2 separate regions of the Sus scrofa genome follow, and region 2 is linked to region 1. Evidence: chromatin contacts called from public HiChIP or PLAC-seq data. All regions are on one chromosome and are shown on one strand. The core of a region is the stretch at or near the end of the contact, and the rest is flanking DNA. Distances in the headings are between cores, read along the strand shown.

What was found. HiChIP or PLAC-seq counts read pairs in DNA pulled down with a chosen protein or histone mark.
Region 2: a contact with region 1 is called in an H3K27ac HiChIP or PLAC-seq map of skeletal muscle. The contact joins two enhancer-like sites. A contact is called at or near these places in 2 of 2 datasets of contacts at active chromatin or transcription factors (alveolar macrophages and skeletal muscle).

Annotation. Positions count from the first base shown.
Region 1 is chr6:152,925,529-152,932,919 of Sscrofa11.1, reverse strand. The region is part of intron 8 of FGGY (FGGY carbohydrate kinase domain-containing protein); the gene reads left to right. Among named protein-coding and RNA genes, the nearest start is that of HOOK1, 220 kb to the right of the region's middle. Within about 2 kb of position 3,984, at least 14 of the 83 cell types and tissues checked have an H3K27ac peak or open chromatin away from gene starts, as enhancers often do. A contact at or near this core is called in skeletal muscle, where this site is marked.
Region 2 is chr6:153,142,314-153,149,704 of Sscrofa11.1, reverse strand. All of the region lies in intron 4 of FGGY (FGGY carbohydrate kinase domain-containing protein), which reads left to right. Among named protein-coding and RNA genes, the nearest start is that of FGGY, 67 kb to the left of the region's middle. Within about 2 kb of position 4,079, at least 31 of the 83 cell types and tissues checked have an H3K27ac peak or open chromatin away from gene starts, as enhancers often do. A contact at or near this core is called in skeletal muscle, where this site is marked.

The sequences.
Region 1 (7,391 bases), core at 2,735-5,234:
ACACTGTAAATCAACTATAATGGAAAAAATCAAATAAACTTAAATAAAACACATAAAAAGTTAAAAAATATAGTGCTAAATGGTGTCTGTCCACAAGGACTTTGGTAAACTTATCAAATGTTTTTCAAGTATACAATTTATTTTTATTCACGATACCCCATAAAAGGGTAAATTTTAAAACTTTGAGTTATTTAATACTTGTAACTATTTTACTAATTTAAAAATTTATTTATTCATGAGGGAAATGACACTGAGCTGTTGAGCACATGAAGTCTTTGTCTTCCTTGAAATGGTTTGGGAGATGAGTTTCATCCGTCACCTTAGCGGTGTGCCTCTCTAATAAAATCCCATATTCAATTTTTGGCCAAGAAGATGATAATATTTCATGACAAACTTGTAAAAGTTGAAAATTTACAGATGAGTTTTTTTTCTCTTTCTCTCTCTCTCTTAACTTCCTCCCTCTTTTTATTCCCTGAGAACATTTACACAGGAGGAATTTCATTAGAATTCTTGTGGAGAACCTCTGTAATGAACAAAATTGGACATGGAGATAAATTCTCTCACAACTCCTTTTGAGTGAGATATATTGAATAGTAGACAAAGCAGCTTTTTATACACCACTGTAGGTCACCAACTGAAATAGCATCTCACCTGTCACACCTGAGTCTCCTCCTATGAGCTCAGGCAGAAGTAATCACTCACAGCCCCCACAGTCTCAACAAGTTCTTGGCAAGTTCGATGACCCAGTCTACACGTGGCCCCTCCTGACCTAACCCCACGTTGCAGTCTCCTCCTTCATCTGCCTCTCTAGTCCTGCTTTACACTCTCTGCATCCTCTCCTCTCCCACCTGCAATGCCCCTTTCCCACTCCTCCTGACCCACTGGCACGTAACCTTCAAATCTCAGGCATCATCTCTTCCCGGAAGTTTTCAGTCTGCATTAGGTGGGCTATCTGTGTGCCTGCATGTGATATATCTCCTTTCTGGGGCTTGCTGTGTGTTTGTTATTAGCTAGCTGCATGTCTTCTTGCTCATGTGGCTATGAATTCCTCCAGGGTCAGGGGGGTGGCCTATTGTTTCTATTTCCCCAGTGCCTGGTACAGCCTCTGATACCAAGTTGGCTTTCAGTGAGTTTTGAATGAAACAGTCACTCACTGAGGATTCGGGTCCATAATGGGACAAGCATTAAGAGATGTAGTGGTGTTGACTGCTCAACCTCTTTTGGTATCTTAAAGGTGTGTTTGAAGGCTCTCCCAGTCTTGAGCATCCAAAAAAAGCCCACTTTGCCATCATGGCACATTTGTTTACTAGTGTTGGAAATTATAATAACTCTGGCTCGGGTCGTCAGTGTCGGAAAGTGAGACACGTGGACAAGGAGAAATCTCGACAAGACTCTTTACTTCTGCAGAAGGGCGTGGGCACTCCAAAAAGTATGCACCGAGCAAAGGACCCTCCCCTATTTATCCTAGCGCAGGTGATTTACCTGTCCCCTTCCCATTGGTCGGGTCAGGGTGCACATTCTTCCCTGTTGGCTAATTTGAAACAAATTGTTACTGGGAAAAGAGGTAAGGAGGAAGGGGGTCGCAGGGTTGATTCAGCAGAAGCCGGAGCCAGAGCAAAATGGAGTCACCGAGATTTCCTTTGATAGAAAAGACATGTTACTTTCCACACTGGTGTCTCTCATGCCAGGGTGCTATTGTTAAACTGCACCAAGGACTTCTGTAGAAAGGTCTGGCATGACATGCACAGCCTCCTCGCCCAGTTCTGATGATCTCATAGTGTCTGTTCTTCACTGCCACTAAGAGAAAATATGCTTTAAGAGCAGGAGAGCTGGCAGAGTGCATTTGAGCCACAGTTGTCCAGAAGAGTCAAGATTAGAGCTCATGTGTGGCTTAACAGGTGAAGGATCTGGCATTGTTAACTGCTGTGGCATGGGTTCGATCCCTGGCCCAGGAACTTCCACATGCCACAGGTGTGACCAAAGGAAAAGAATAATCGGAATTTAGAAGACTGAATTCAAAGGCCAGGCCCTCCAGACCAGGCATGTCATGAGTGAAAGATGGAGACGAAGATCTTGGGCCAGATATAACCTGAATCAAGGAAGAAGCAGGTCTCAAGTGGCCCATGGTATCCCACCCCCTTTGAGATATCCAAGGCTCACATTTATGTATTGGTTTTTCTGCCTGGGTTGGTCAGGTGGTTTAAAAGTCCAGAGTCAGGAGTTCTTGGTACCTAGTGGTTAAGGACTTGGTTTCTCACTGCTGTGGTTCAGATTTGATCCCTGCCCTGAGAATTTCCACATGCCATGGGTGCAGCCAAAAAAACATAAAATTCCAAGGTCAAGGTAGCAGGTTTGAAATGTTCAAAGCATGGAGTGGCAGAAGGTGGCAGAGAGCTTTAATTTGGGGAGTAGCAGATGGATGAAGAGGCAGGAAAGGACTTTCTGGAGAAATGTGTTTGAGACAGAGCCTCTTTTCCTCTGCCTAGACCTGTCGACCTAGCAAAACAGAAGAAACCACACACACCCTTACACACCATGAGGCTTGATCCCCAGCTTGCAGGCTCCGGAGGAAAAGCCCGGCTCTGTGTGGAACACTTACGTAGCCTGTGACCACAGGAACTTTGGAGCAACGTAACAGACAATTATCATTCATTATGCATTCAGTTGTGAATCAAAACAAACCAAACTGAAGCATTGTGTAAGTTTGGCCCCTGGTAATCCTGAATACGTGCTTGAGAGGGCGCAGTGGTAGGATTGTGGACTTCCGGCTAAAAAGCAACCGAAACGTAAATTGGGATTATGTCCCCTGTTGCCTTCAAGAAAAACAATTCCTGCATCTTAGCATGTCATGAATGGATTTTCATCATCTGACCTCTGCCTACCCTGGACTCCTGGGTCTCACATCTATTATTTGCACATCCTGCTCCATGGCTGCGTGACCTTGGGCAAGTTAGAGAACCTCTCTAAGCCTCAGTTCCCTCATCTGTAAAGTGGGAATGTAGATACCTACCTTACAGGCCTGTGGTAATTAACATGAAATTGTGCAAGAAAAGCTACTCACCCAGTCTTTTGCTCACATCACAGCATGTGCCAATTCACCATTTGTGTGATGTTTTTGTTATTTACCATATATTCTACATTCCAGCCAAATCATAACACCCACTTCAAGCCATTATTGGGCTAAGAATTTAGCCCTTTATTGAGGTGCTTAACAGAGTCTCTTGCCATTTGGGGATTAGCTGTCAGACGTCAATCACGATTACACCAAAAACTAAGGCAAAGAAAATATCTTTTTCTTCATCTGTGTTTCTCCAGGACCTAACACATAGTACGGGCTCAGTTAATTGTTTGCAAAGGAAATGTGTGACGTGTCTCTGTTTCCCAGAATCTTGATTCTTTGAAGGGCCCAGGTATTTTCCCCACAACCCTAGAAGGCAGCTATGGAAACTCTTCACAGATGAGTGCAAAGCCTCAATTAACAGAAATGCCTCAAGGGTAAACATTATTTTATTTTTTTTAAACCATCAACCCATTAGGGATACAACTTGAGATCCAAGCGATCCTCTTGGTCTGGCCTAAGAAAGGAGACCCAGACGTTCCCATGTGGCTCAGTAGTAACAAACCCGACTAGTATCCATGAGGATGTGGGTTCGATCCCTGGCCTCGCTCAGTGGGTTAAGCATCCCGAGCTGCTGTGAGCTGTGGTGTAGGTTGCAGACACGGCTCTGATCCCAAGTTGCTGTGGCAGGCAGCTGCAGCTCCGATTTGACCCCTAGCCAGGTAACCTCCATATGCCTCACATGTGGCCCTAAAACAAACAAAGACCCAGATTTCTACCATCTGAAACCTACTGTATCTCCAGATATCCACACCCTCTGCCGGCACCTCCGTTATTCTCACTTTACAAGGATGAACCGGGCCTGTCTGCCTGCTTCACTCAGAAAAGTGTAGGTTAAATATTTCCTGGCTTAACATTTCCTGGTTCAAAAAGTTAAATAATCAGCTCTCACTTGTTGATTATTTACTGGGTGCTTGCGGCATGTCAGGGATTTCTCTATGTTGCCTCTAATGTTCCCGAACATTCTGGAAGGTGAATATTCTTGTCTGTCACTGACATGGAAGAAACCAAGATTCATCAGGGTCTCATACTTTGCTGTCTGGGCTGCGATTCCCAGCCTGGCTGAACGAAGTGTCTCTTCTTTGTGGCACTCTTGGTCCTTAAAGAAGCAGTCTCACCAGCCCCTAGGCCTCATGAACCAGCACCCACCTCTCTGTATCCCCCCAGAGGCAGGCCTGGAGGGTGGAGGAGTATTTTTGCCTACCATGGCTGAGTGCTCAGTCACCGCCCTCTGCAAGCAGGCCAGTGAAGTGGAAAAATAGCTCTGACTCCTAACCCTGACATCTGTCCCTCAGGTGAGAGCCAGAGTCTCAAATTGCTGTGCCAATGACGAATGGGCCCACGCCACACACCGAGGGTATCAGCACACAGAGCGTCCTGCCGGAATTCACACATCCTGGAAGCCAGGCTGGCCCTGGTGGCCAGTTTCATTTAATCTTGTGTCTGATTGCTGCATGATGAGTGGAGAGAGTGAGGAAGTCAGAATCTTAGGGAAGCACACTGGTCTCCAGCAACCAGGCTTGGTTTGCTCTTTCCCTCGCCCAGTACCCTGGCGCCCTCTCTGTAAACCCACAGCCCAAACTAGAACCAGGCTAGGGGAAGGGCTGTGATCTTTTTGCGTTCATCTAACTTTCCTGGTTCCCAAAGAAGCAGCTATAGAAGGAAGACCATGGCTTTGGGGGGGTCAGGCAGACCCAGATCAAATTTCCCTTCTGCCACTTGGCACTTGGGTGACCATGAACAAGGCTTTGAATTTTTGTGAGCCATGACTGACTTCTTTATCTATAAACCAAAGGGAGTGGCAGAATTATCAGGAAGACTCTGTCTGAGAATATGTCTAAATTATCAGCACATAGTAGCTGCTTAGCAAATGTTAGCTGCCTTCCTTCCCCTTCCCCTTCCCCTCCCCTTTATTTGTAAGGCTTTAAAAAAAAAACACATTGTGATTGTCATTTGTTACATTGTGAGTTAAATAGACAACTGATGAATAACAGAAACTCTATTTAAACTACGCCCAAAGAACTGTAACCCTGTCCTTCATCAGGTCGGAGATTTTATATTTTACAGATAGCTGTTCCACACCGCCCCCCATTCTACTTCCACCCCCATATCCTTTTTTTCTAAGGAAATCCAGATGGGCCCTGATCCATTCTCATATACCAAAGAGCCTTGGCCTAGCCAAGGGTTAAAATCAGGCCTGCCTCACATACAGAGGATCTGTTGTAACAGAAGCTGCCTCCTGGCCATAGCCCACAGCTGAACACTGTTACTCTGAAGGCTTTGTTTCATTTGTTTCTGATTGTTCTGCAGTGTTTACATGTTTTAGTGGGGGGGGGGGTCTCTTATAAGTGAGCAGGCAGAGGGCAAACCCTTCCAGTCAACTTCCCGTCTGGGCATCCTTTCTTCTTTACTCCGTTTCCCTCTGTTGTACAAGCCAGGAACACAATTTTTATTTTTTTTTATTTTTTTTTTTAAATTTTCCCACTGTACAGCAAGGGGGTCAGGTTATCCTTACATGTATACATTGCAATTAGGAACACAATTTTTAAGTACTTTCTTTTTTTTTTTAACATGGGATTCCCCCCCTCCCCTTAACATTCTTAAAGAACTGCTATTGAATGTGAAGAAGAAAAGATAGCGCTGGAGTGTGTGGGCTCTCTCTCTCCTTCTCTTCTGCTCCCACCCAGTATAGTAATATCCCGTCATGTCTGTTGAATTTGCAAAGGACATATTCCACTTGAGGTCTAGGAGGAGCTGGGCTGATTCCAGACCAGACGTTGAAAAGGGTGCTCCCTGCCTGTCTCTCCTTTACACAACCTCTTTTTTATTTCCTCTGAAAGTGTCTCAGAAAAGATACGGATTCTTGGCTCTGATTTGAGTCTAAATCCTGGTTCTGTCTTGTTTGGAGGCTGGAAACTTGAGTTAATATCTCTGAAGCTCAGTTCTCTTTCCCATCAAAAGCAAGTCCGACACTGGCTTGCCCAGCACCTTGGGTGGGGGGAATGTGTGTTCAGGGGCCCCTGCTCCCTGTGGGAGGACAGAGAGGCTTTAGGTCATGTCACTTCATGTGACGGTGGTGGCTCTGCAGCACCCTGCATGCCTCATCCAGAAATGGCAGCACGGAGGGTCATGATCACCTGTCTGCTGTGGCCATGCTGCCCCATGTGCCACCTGGGCACTGCCCCTGTGACATAGTAGGTAGCCAAGCAAGGGTAGGTTTCACACCCCGACTCCCCATCTCCCTTCTCCTGACCTCCTTCATCCAACCATCACTCTCTACAGTCTCCATTGTTGTAGAGAAAATGTAAGAGATAACCTCCTTCATCCTATGCCCCTCGGCTGATATTCAACAAACGCTTCTCAGTTTATAACAGTTCTGCAGTCGCTCACTGGGGGAGCCATCCATGTAGCTATAGGTAGTTTCTAGTTCTGTTTGCCCAGCCAGGTTAGCCGTCTCTTCTTTTGTGAGGCCAAAAATGGAGAGAGAGAGTTCTGCAGATCAGGATTTTTTTTTTTTTTTTTTTTTTTTTTGCTCTTTTTGTATTTTTCCAGGGCTGCATGCGCAGCATATGGAGGTTCCCAGGCTAGGGGTCTAATTGGAGCTGTAGCCACACAGGCTTATGCCAGAGCACAGCAACTCAGGATCCAAGCCGAGTCTGCGACCTACACCACAGCTCATCTGCGACCTACATTACAGCTCCCGGAACTCCAGGATCAGGATTCTTTAGGTTTAGTCTTGTATGGACATGGCCCAAATTCCCTTGAACTAAACCTGATTAGCAGGAGTGGGGTCTTTGGGGAGTGCTTGCAAAAGGCAACAATGGATGCACATGCACAGAAATTGTGACTTTTATTGAAAGAGGCCCCATTATAAAACAGCCTATGGAGTTCCCATCGTGGTGCTGTAACAAATCTGACTAGGAACCATGAGGTTGTGGGTTCAATCCCTGGCCTCACTCAGTGGGTTAAGCGATCTGGCATTGCTGTGAGCTGTGGTGTAGGTCTCAGACACGGCTCAGATCCCAAGTTGCCGTGGCTGTGGTGTAGGCCAGCGGCTATAGCTCCGATTAGACCCCTAGCCTGGGAACCTCCATATGATGCAAGTGTGACCCTAGAAAAGACAAAATAAATAAATAAAACAGCCTACATTCTCTTTGCCTTTATATAATAAGCTGTTAACAAGGTAAAGCCTCAATTGTGTTTAATCCCAGTGACAGATCTTCCCAGTAGAAATGAATCCAGGTGATAGTTTCTTATCTCGCTTTCTCTTCTC
Region 2 (7,391 bases), core at 2,830-5,329, 220 kb before region 1:
CTGGCACAAAAACAGAAATACAGATCTGTGGAACAGGATAGAAAGCCCAGAATTAGACCTGTGCACCTACAGTCAACTAATCTATGACAAAGGAGGCAAGAATGGAGAAAAGAGAGTCCCTTAAATCAGTGGTGTTGGGAAAACTGGACAGCCACATGTAAAAGAATGCAATTAGAACATACACAAAAATAAACTCAAAAATAAACTCAAAATGGATTAATGACCTAAATATAAGACCAGATGCTATAAAACTCTTAGAGGAAAACATTAGACACTCTCCAACATAAACCACAGCAATGTCTTCTCAGATCCACCTCCTTGAGTAATGACAATAAAAACAAAAATAAGTGAATGGGACATAATTAAAGGTTTCTGCACAGCAAAGGAAACCCTAAACAAAATGAAAAAACAGCCCACAGAATGGAAGAAAATATTTGCAAATGAAGCAACTGACAAGGGATTAATCTCCAAAATTTACAAATACCTCCTACAGCTCAATACCAAAAAAACAAACAGCCCCATCAAAAAATGGGCAGGACTCCTAAACAGGTAATTCTCCAAAGAAGACATACAGATGGCCAAAAAACACAAAGAACATATTCAACATGACTAATTATCAGAGAAATGCAAATCAAAACTACTATGAGGTGTCCCTTTACACTGGCCAGAATGCCGTCATCAAAAAATCTACAAACAATAAATGCTGGAGAGGGTGTGGAGAAAAGGGAACCCTATTACACTGTTGGTGGGAATGTAAATTGTTGCAACCCCTCTGGAAAACAGTATGGAGATTCCTCAGAAAACTAAAAATAGAATTACCATTTGATCCAGCCATCCCATGCCAGGGCATCTGTCCAGAGAAAACCATGACTGGAAAAGATAGATGTACTCCATTGTTCGTTGCAGCAGTATATACAGTAGCTAAGACATGGAAACAACCTAAATGTCCATCGACAGAGGAGTGGATAAAGAAGATGTGGTGCACAATGGAATATTACTCAGACATTAAAAGGAACGAAATACCAGCATTTGCAGCAATATGATGGACCTATAAATTATTATGCTAAGTGAAGTTAGACAGACACCAGCATCATATGCTATAACTTACATATGGAATCCAAAAAAAAACCAGACATAACTTTTTTGCAGAACAGATCCTGACTCACAGACTTTGAAAAACTTACAGTTTCCAAAGGAGACAGGTTGGGGGCTGGGGGTATGGGCTGGTGTTTTGGGATGGAAATGCTATAAAATTTGGTTGTGGTGATCATTTTGCAACTATAAATGTAATAAAATTCAATGAGTCAAAAAATAAATGGAAACTAAGGAAGAGGAGCTTGGAAAGGAGACAGAAAAGGAAGGATTAGAAGAAGGGCATGGAGGAGTCCAGGAGAAGGGGGTGGTTCAGAAGACCTCCTCACTCTGTTTGTCCAGATCTTCTACTTTTATCTCGTGTCTGTTGTAAGACCCCACCCACTCCCAAGCCTTCTCTTCTCTTAGGACCCTTCCTTCCAGAGACAATTCCACCTTCTAGTAACTGTGTTTTCTAACTCACCATAGCATCCTTCTCCATTCCTCCTCCTCTATTTTACTGTACTTTAGGGATGTGGAGCCCTCAACTAGTACTGGGCTGGGCATAAGAAATCTACATGTTAGTCTGTCTTTCCATTTATTTGATGAGTATCCTTGGAACAGTTGTTATCCCTTTATGGGTTTTAGTTTCTTCATCTGCAAGGTGAGGTTTATAACTTCTTGCCTTCCTCGCCTTGAAGAATTATACAGATCAGATGAGATCATGCATGTCAGAGCACTTTGAAACACATGAAGCTCTGCAGCAATAATTAGAGTGAGCCGCGTTGACTTATCAGACACTCCACCTTATTTCATTTAACCCTCACAACATCCTTTGAGGTTGATGCTAGTAACGTGGCATTTGAGGAAACAGGGGCTTAGAGAAATTAACTTGCCTAAAGCTACACAGCTGGGAATTGATGAGGACAATAATCAGACTCAGGTCTGCCTGACTCCAGAGTTCTTAGAGCCCACATACCAAAGCCTTGTTTTCCTAATGCATGTCATGGTATCACATTCCTGGACAAAGCCTGCTTTGGAGAATAGGATCAGTTTTCATACAAATGATAACATTTTTACGGTTGGGAAATCAGCTGCAGTGTGGATTATAAATTGACCTTTCTGTACAACGGTAGGGCTTTAGGGGAGCTGGAGGGAGGAAGATGCACATATGTATCCAGTTCTTGAAAATTAAATAATTTAATGTACAGTGGGGAGCTCCCACTGTGTTGCACGGAGATCAGCGGCGTCTTCGGAACGCTGAGATTCGGGTTTGATCCCCAGTCCAGCACAGTGGGTTAAGGATCCAGCATTGCCACATCTGCTGCTTAGGTTGTGACTGTGGCTTGGATCTGATCCACGGCCCGGGAGCTCCATATGCCACGGGGCAGCCAGAAATGGGGAAACACACACACACACACACACACACACACACACACAAAATGGAATTATTTCTTTTTGCAAATAAATTCTGTGAAGTTCAGTCCTCCTCTCAGGGGGGTGATCTACCTTAGCATTTCAGAGTTGTGTTTCTTGGAAGTTGTTCTCAGCAGTAGCATAAGCATTTATTCTGCTGGACCTTTAGACTTCAGCTCAAATCTCTCCCCCCATGAAGTCTTTTTTAGTCACCCTGGCCTCAAAGCCCCTTCCTCTTCTGAACTCTGTGATTACTCATTAGAGGCAGATATATGGCCACACACACAAAATATTATGATAAAGTTATGAGGCTGACTCACCAAACCTTGCTATCAGGCTCATTACATTATTGTCATACATCATCTTATTAATTACCGTTTCCTTTGCACACGTCTTTCTCCAGCGTTGTTGTAATTTCATCATAGAAGTGTCTGACTTTAAATTTCTTTGTACCTCCTGAAACTTTTTTTTTTTCCCCACGCGTTAGCTGGCTTTTGCCCTACAGGAATTTGTCTTTTTGAGATGGATTTAAGTGTGTGAATATATAGCTAGGACACAGCAAGAGATGGGGGGTAAGGGTGACATTTGAGCTGCATTTGAATCAAAGGTAGATGTTTGATCATGAGAGAAGATGGGAAAACAGTCTCAGTAGAGACCTCAACAGGGGCAGGAAAATATGAAGAAGTACAGTGTGTTTGGGGAAGGGAATGAAATGAGGTGAGATCAGGGTGGGGAGTGGCTAAGAGAGGGGGCAGTGAGCCCAGAAGAATTCATAAAAGTCGTGGCCAAGTTGGAGCTAGGTTGTCAAGTGTCCTGTGAGCCATGTCAAGCAGATAAAATGTGATTCTGGGCCACGAAGAACTGCAGGACCACTTTAAGCAAAGAGATGTCACCTTTGTGCGATGCCTCTGGTAGCACAAAGCTCTCAGCATATCTGTCTGACTGAAGTATCTCCAGCGTTTGGTCTCTTTCTCTGTGTATGAGAGTTTGAAACACAATTGTTTCATTCATTCTGGGAATTTTCGGGTTGGGGATTATGAACATGTTTTTCAGCATTTTTTTTTTTCTTTTCCCCAAAGAGTGAGCTTAAGGATTGAGTTTCTTCCTGAAACATCTTTCCTCTCCGGGTTATCAGCCTGTGCCCTGATTCACAGTCCTGGGTGGCGTGAGGATCAAGTTTTGCTTTTTGTTGGGTAGTTGTGCTGGAAAACAACATCGTGAGTATTTGGGATGTTCTGGCAGGATCACTTAGTGGGAGGAGAGTTTCATTCACTGCACACAGCAGGGAGCCCAATAGCTTCCCTTTGCAAGTCATAGCAAAACACTTAGATGAGCCTTTTTTAATTGGCCAGCCCCTTCTTTCTCATGCTGTTCCTAGAGCCTGGCGTCTCCCAACATACTTTGCAGTGTCTGCTTCATCTTCCACTCCTCACCCCAACACCCCCCTCCAGGTTCCCTTGGGATCTGGAAGCCAGCGGAGACCTCACCCCCTCCCTGGACAGGACAGTGAGAAGGCATGGAAGAGGGTTCCAGCTCTGTGCCCCAGCCTGGTGGGCTGGCTGCTGCCTGGCCCTGAATCTTGGATCTATTACTCCATCTCCGCCCTCTGCTGAGCCCTGCAGCTGTGTGTGTTTTGAGTGGTAGCCACCTCCCAAGAAAGGCTGTGGTTTTATGAAGTAATAGATGATTTTATAAAAAAAGAGTTGTTCTCTTTGGTTGCTTTCAAGCCTGAGGGATCGCTTAGCTCAAAGGATTGTTATTGGAATGCGGGAGCCTCTATTGCCAAGTCACACACCCCAATCACTGCTGATTTCTCTCCCTCTCTCTTTTTTTTTTTCTTTCTTCTTTCTTGAAAAGACTAGTTTTTGTTAGTTGCTTGGTAACTGGGACATAGACTTTGCTCCTTCAGCACAGAGAGCTCTGCTCCTCATTTGAATCCGATTCAGTGCTTACACAGTGAGGTGTGCCTGACATTGGCATGCGCTGGGGACATGCTCTGTGTTTCCTGTAACCTGTGCACCATTTGTGCCCGGAGGTTGTTATCAAGGTCTTAGAATTTAAGTGAGTTGCCCCGGATTGAAAGTGAGAGCTCTAATATTAGGAAAAAAAAAATTAAAAATATGTTGGGGAGGGCTTTTCTTTGTTTTGTTTTGGTTTTTTGTTTTTCTCTCTGTAAAGAATGGTAAAAGCTTCCATCACGATGCTTCCAAAAGGCCAAAACCCACAGCTCTGCTAGATCTGGGAGCCTTCGGGTGGTGACTGTGGCCTGGGCAAAGGAACTGTCACCTTAGAGCAGGAAGCCCTGGGCTATGACCTTGTCGTTCAAACCTAAGTTTCTACATCCTTTGTAGGCACCTGTCCCCCACCGCCGCCCTGAGAATCCAAGGAGAGGAGGTGTGCGGGGGCACTCTTGTAAGCTGTGGAAGGACCTACGAAGAGAATCACCGTGTCTGATGCAAGCCCAGTGGTTCCAAGGGTAGATTAATTCAGTAACATCGAGACCCTTGGCTGTGGTTGTCCTCTCTGGGGCGAGGGAGAGATGGAGAGATTTTCCCATGGCCCTGGATTAAAAATCCATCCACGGGGGCTCATAGGCCCTTTGCCAATCTAGCATGTGATGACTAAGCACTTGTGAATCATGGAGCTCAACTTCAGAACAGCATGGGAACCTCGTAGGTAGTGTCAGCATCTCCAAGTAAGGGGTCAGGCTCCTGGAAAAAGTCCCACTCGTCCAGGCAGACTCTTCCCCCACTTCCCTCTGCTGGCCAAGCTTCAGACTTTGCTTTTGTGGGGAAGGCAGAGGGTACACACTGCTGCTGTCTTCTCCCCAGAGACCCTGTGCATCCTTTTAGGGAAACACTCCTCGCAAGTTTCTCATCCTGTGGGGAGGTCGCGCCTCGGCTCAGTGAAGCCAGCGTTGTCTCAAGAAAAGATGACGCTGCCTGGCTGCCTTGCACCTCCTGCCCCCAGCGTGTCTCTTTCTGGCAGGAGGCCTGCAGTTCTCTTCGAGATATTCTGCCCGGGTTCCATTGTCCGCGGCAGCGGCTGTCCGCAAGGCTCCAGGCTGAAAGCTCTCATTCTGCAGGGTCTTTAGTGGCCGTACACAAGATCTAACAGAAGCAGTTGTTTTCGGAGTTGAGGAGGACAGCTTGGCCTTGGCTGGAGGCACTGGTTGTTGCTGCATTGGTTTCGTGGTTTATTTCTCATTGGCCTTGGATTTCTGGAGTCTTTAGAATGAGGCTTTTCTCCCTGAGAACTGATCACCGAAACCACAAAGCACATGGAAAGCGATTTGGGGGACTACCCAGAAGACATACTAGTTGTTTGACTCATAGTTTCAAAGGCTGCCATTTGCTGATTGGGACCTATTTGTGTATGGAGATACTGCTAGTTCAGAGCTGTGTCAGGCATCTGTAGTCAACGTTAAGTGCTGCTTTGTCCAACCTTAAGATGTACAAGTGTTCAAAGGAAAGTTTAGCCCTTTCTAGATGTAAGGTCTCACCCAAATGCTTAGGAATTTAAAACAAATAACAACAGTGACAGAGAATGGGCTTAACACTGTCTTTTCCGTCTAACCCCTTTTGATGTTACTCTTGTTTCAATGGGACCCTGCTTCTGGGTTAATACTCAGCTTCTTTGATGTACGTAGGTGTCTGTGTTCAGATAGCAGTGATAGGAAAGGGGAAAATAGGAAGAACTCATAGAACTGGAGGGCAAATGTAGATAAAGGCCAGTAGTACATCTGTAAAATTGATGTAATAACTTTTGTATTGTTCTAAGGAGGTAAGACATGTGGAAACCCTTTGTCACCTCTGAAGCACCCCTCATACGGGGGAGGTTGGAAGGTAAAACTGAGCAGTTTGTCCAGTTGTCCAACACATATTTATTGAGTGCCTGCTATGTGCCACCCACTAGCAGATACTGAACTATGTCTCTTTTGAAACTTCTGCCTTGTTGCCTTTAGGTTCCCAAAGTTACCCTTGTTCTTATGATACATTCCTTGTTGTTCCAGCCTCTTGGGGAGGGCATAATTGAAATCGGGTCATGGAGGAGTTCCCCTTGTAGCTCAGCAGTAATAAACCTGACTAGTATCCATGGGGATACTGGTTTGATCCCTGGCCTTGCTTAGTGGGTTAAGGATCTGGTGTTGCCGTGAGCTGTGGTGTATGTTATAGATGAGGCTTGGATCTGGCATTTCTGTGGCTGTGGCACAGCCGGCAGCTGTAGCTCGGATTTGATCCCTAGCCTGGGAACTTGCATATGCCGTGGGTGTGGCCCCAAAACAAAACAAAACAAAACAAAAAGAAATCAGGACATGGAGAGTTGCCTGGAGAAGGCATCTGTCTGCATTCCTCTTCTCTTTATGAAGTTCTGCTTCACCAGGTCTCTGGCAAAAAATGGTCACTTCACAGTTTCCAAGTTTTTGTCACCCTAAGTCCACTCATAGGCTGAAGTTAAATGACTCCATTTGGATCCTGATTCTAAATTCCTGGGAGAAGGAATCTGAGTGGCTCAATTAGGGCAGATGTTCACTCCTCGTCCAGTTAAGTGTGTAAGGGGACTGGAGTCGTGCCATTTCTACCCCACAGCTAGGGGTACAGTCCTGAGTGGGGGAGGATGGGAGATAGTCATGGAATATCGTGGTGCATGAAACTGACAAAGTCCTTGACCTCATAGAGCTTACAGTCTAGCAGGAGAGAAAGACATGAGGCAGATACTTGCGGAGTGATATGGATTGTATAATAGCCAGACCTCACCTGAGTAGGAGACCCTGGAAGATCTTCCCAGGGAAGGGAAGATCAAGTTTACCAAAGGGGGCAGGGCAGTGTGGACCCTGGGAAGGAACAGAATAGTGGGTGAAGAAGAGTGTTCCAGACAGAGGTGGTAGAGGAAAGAAAAAGCCC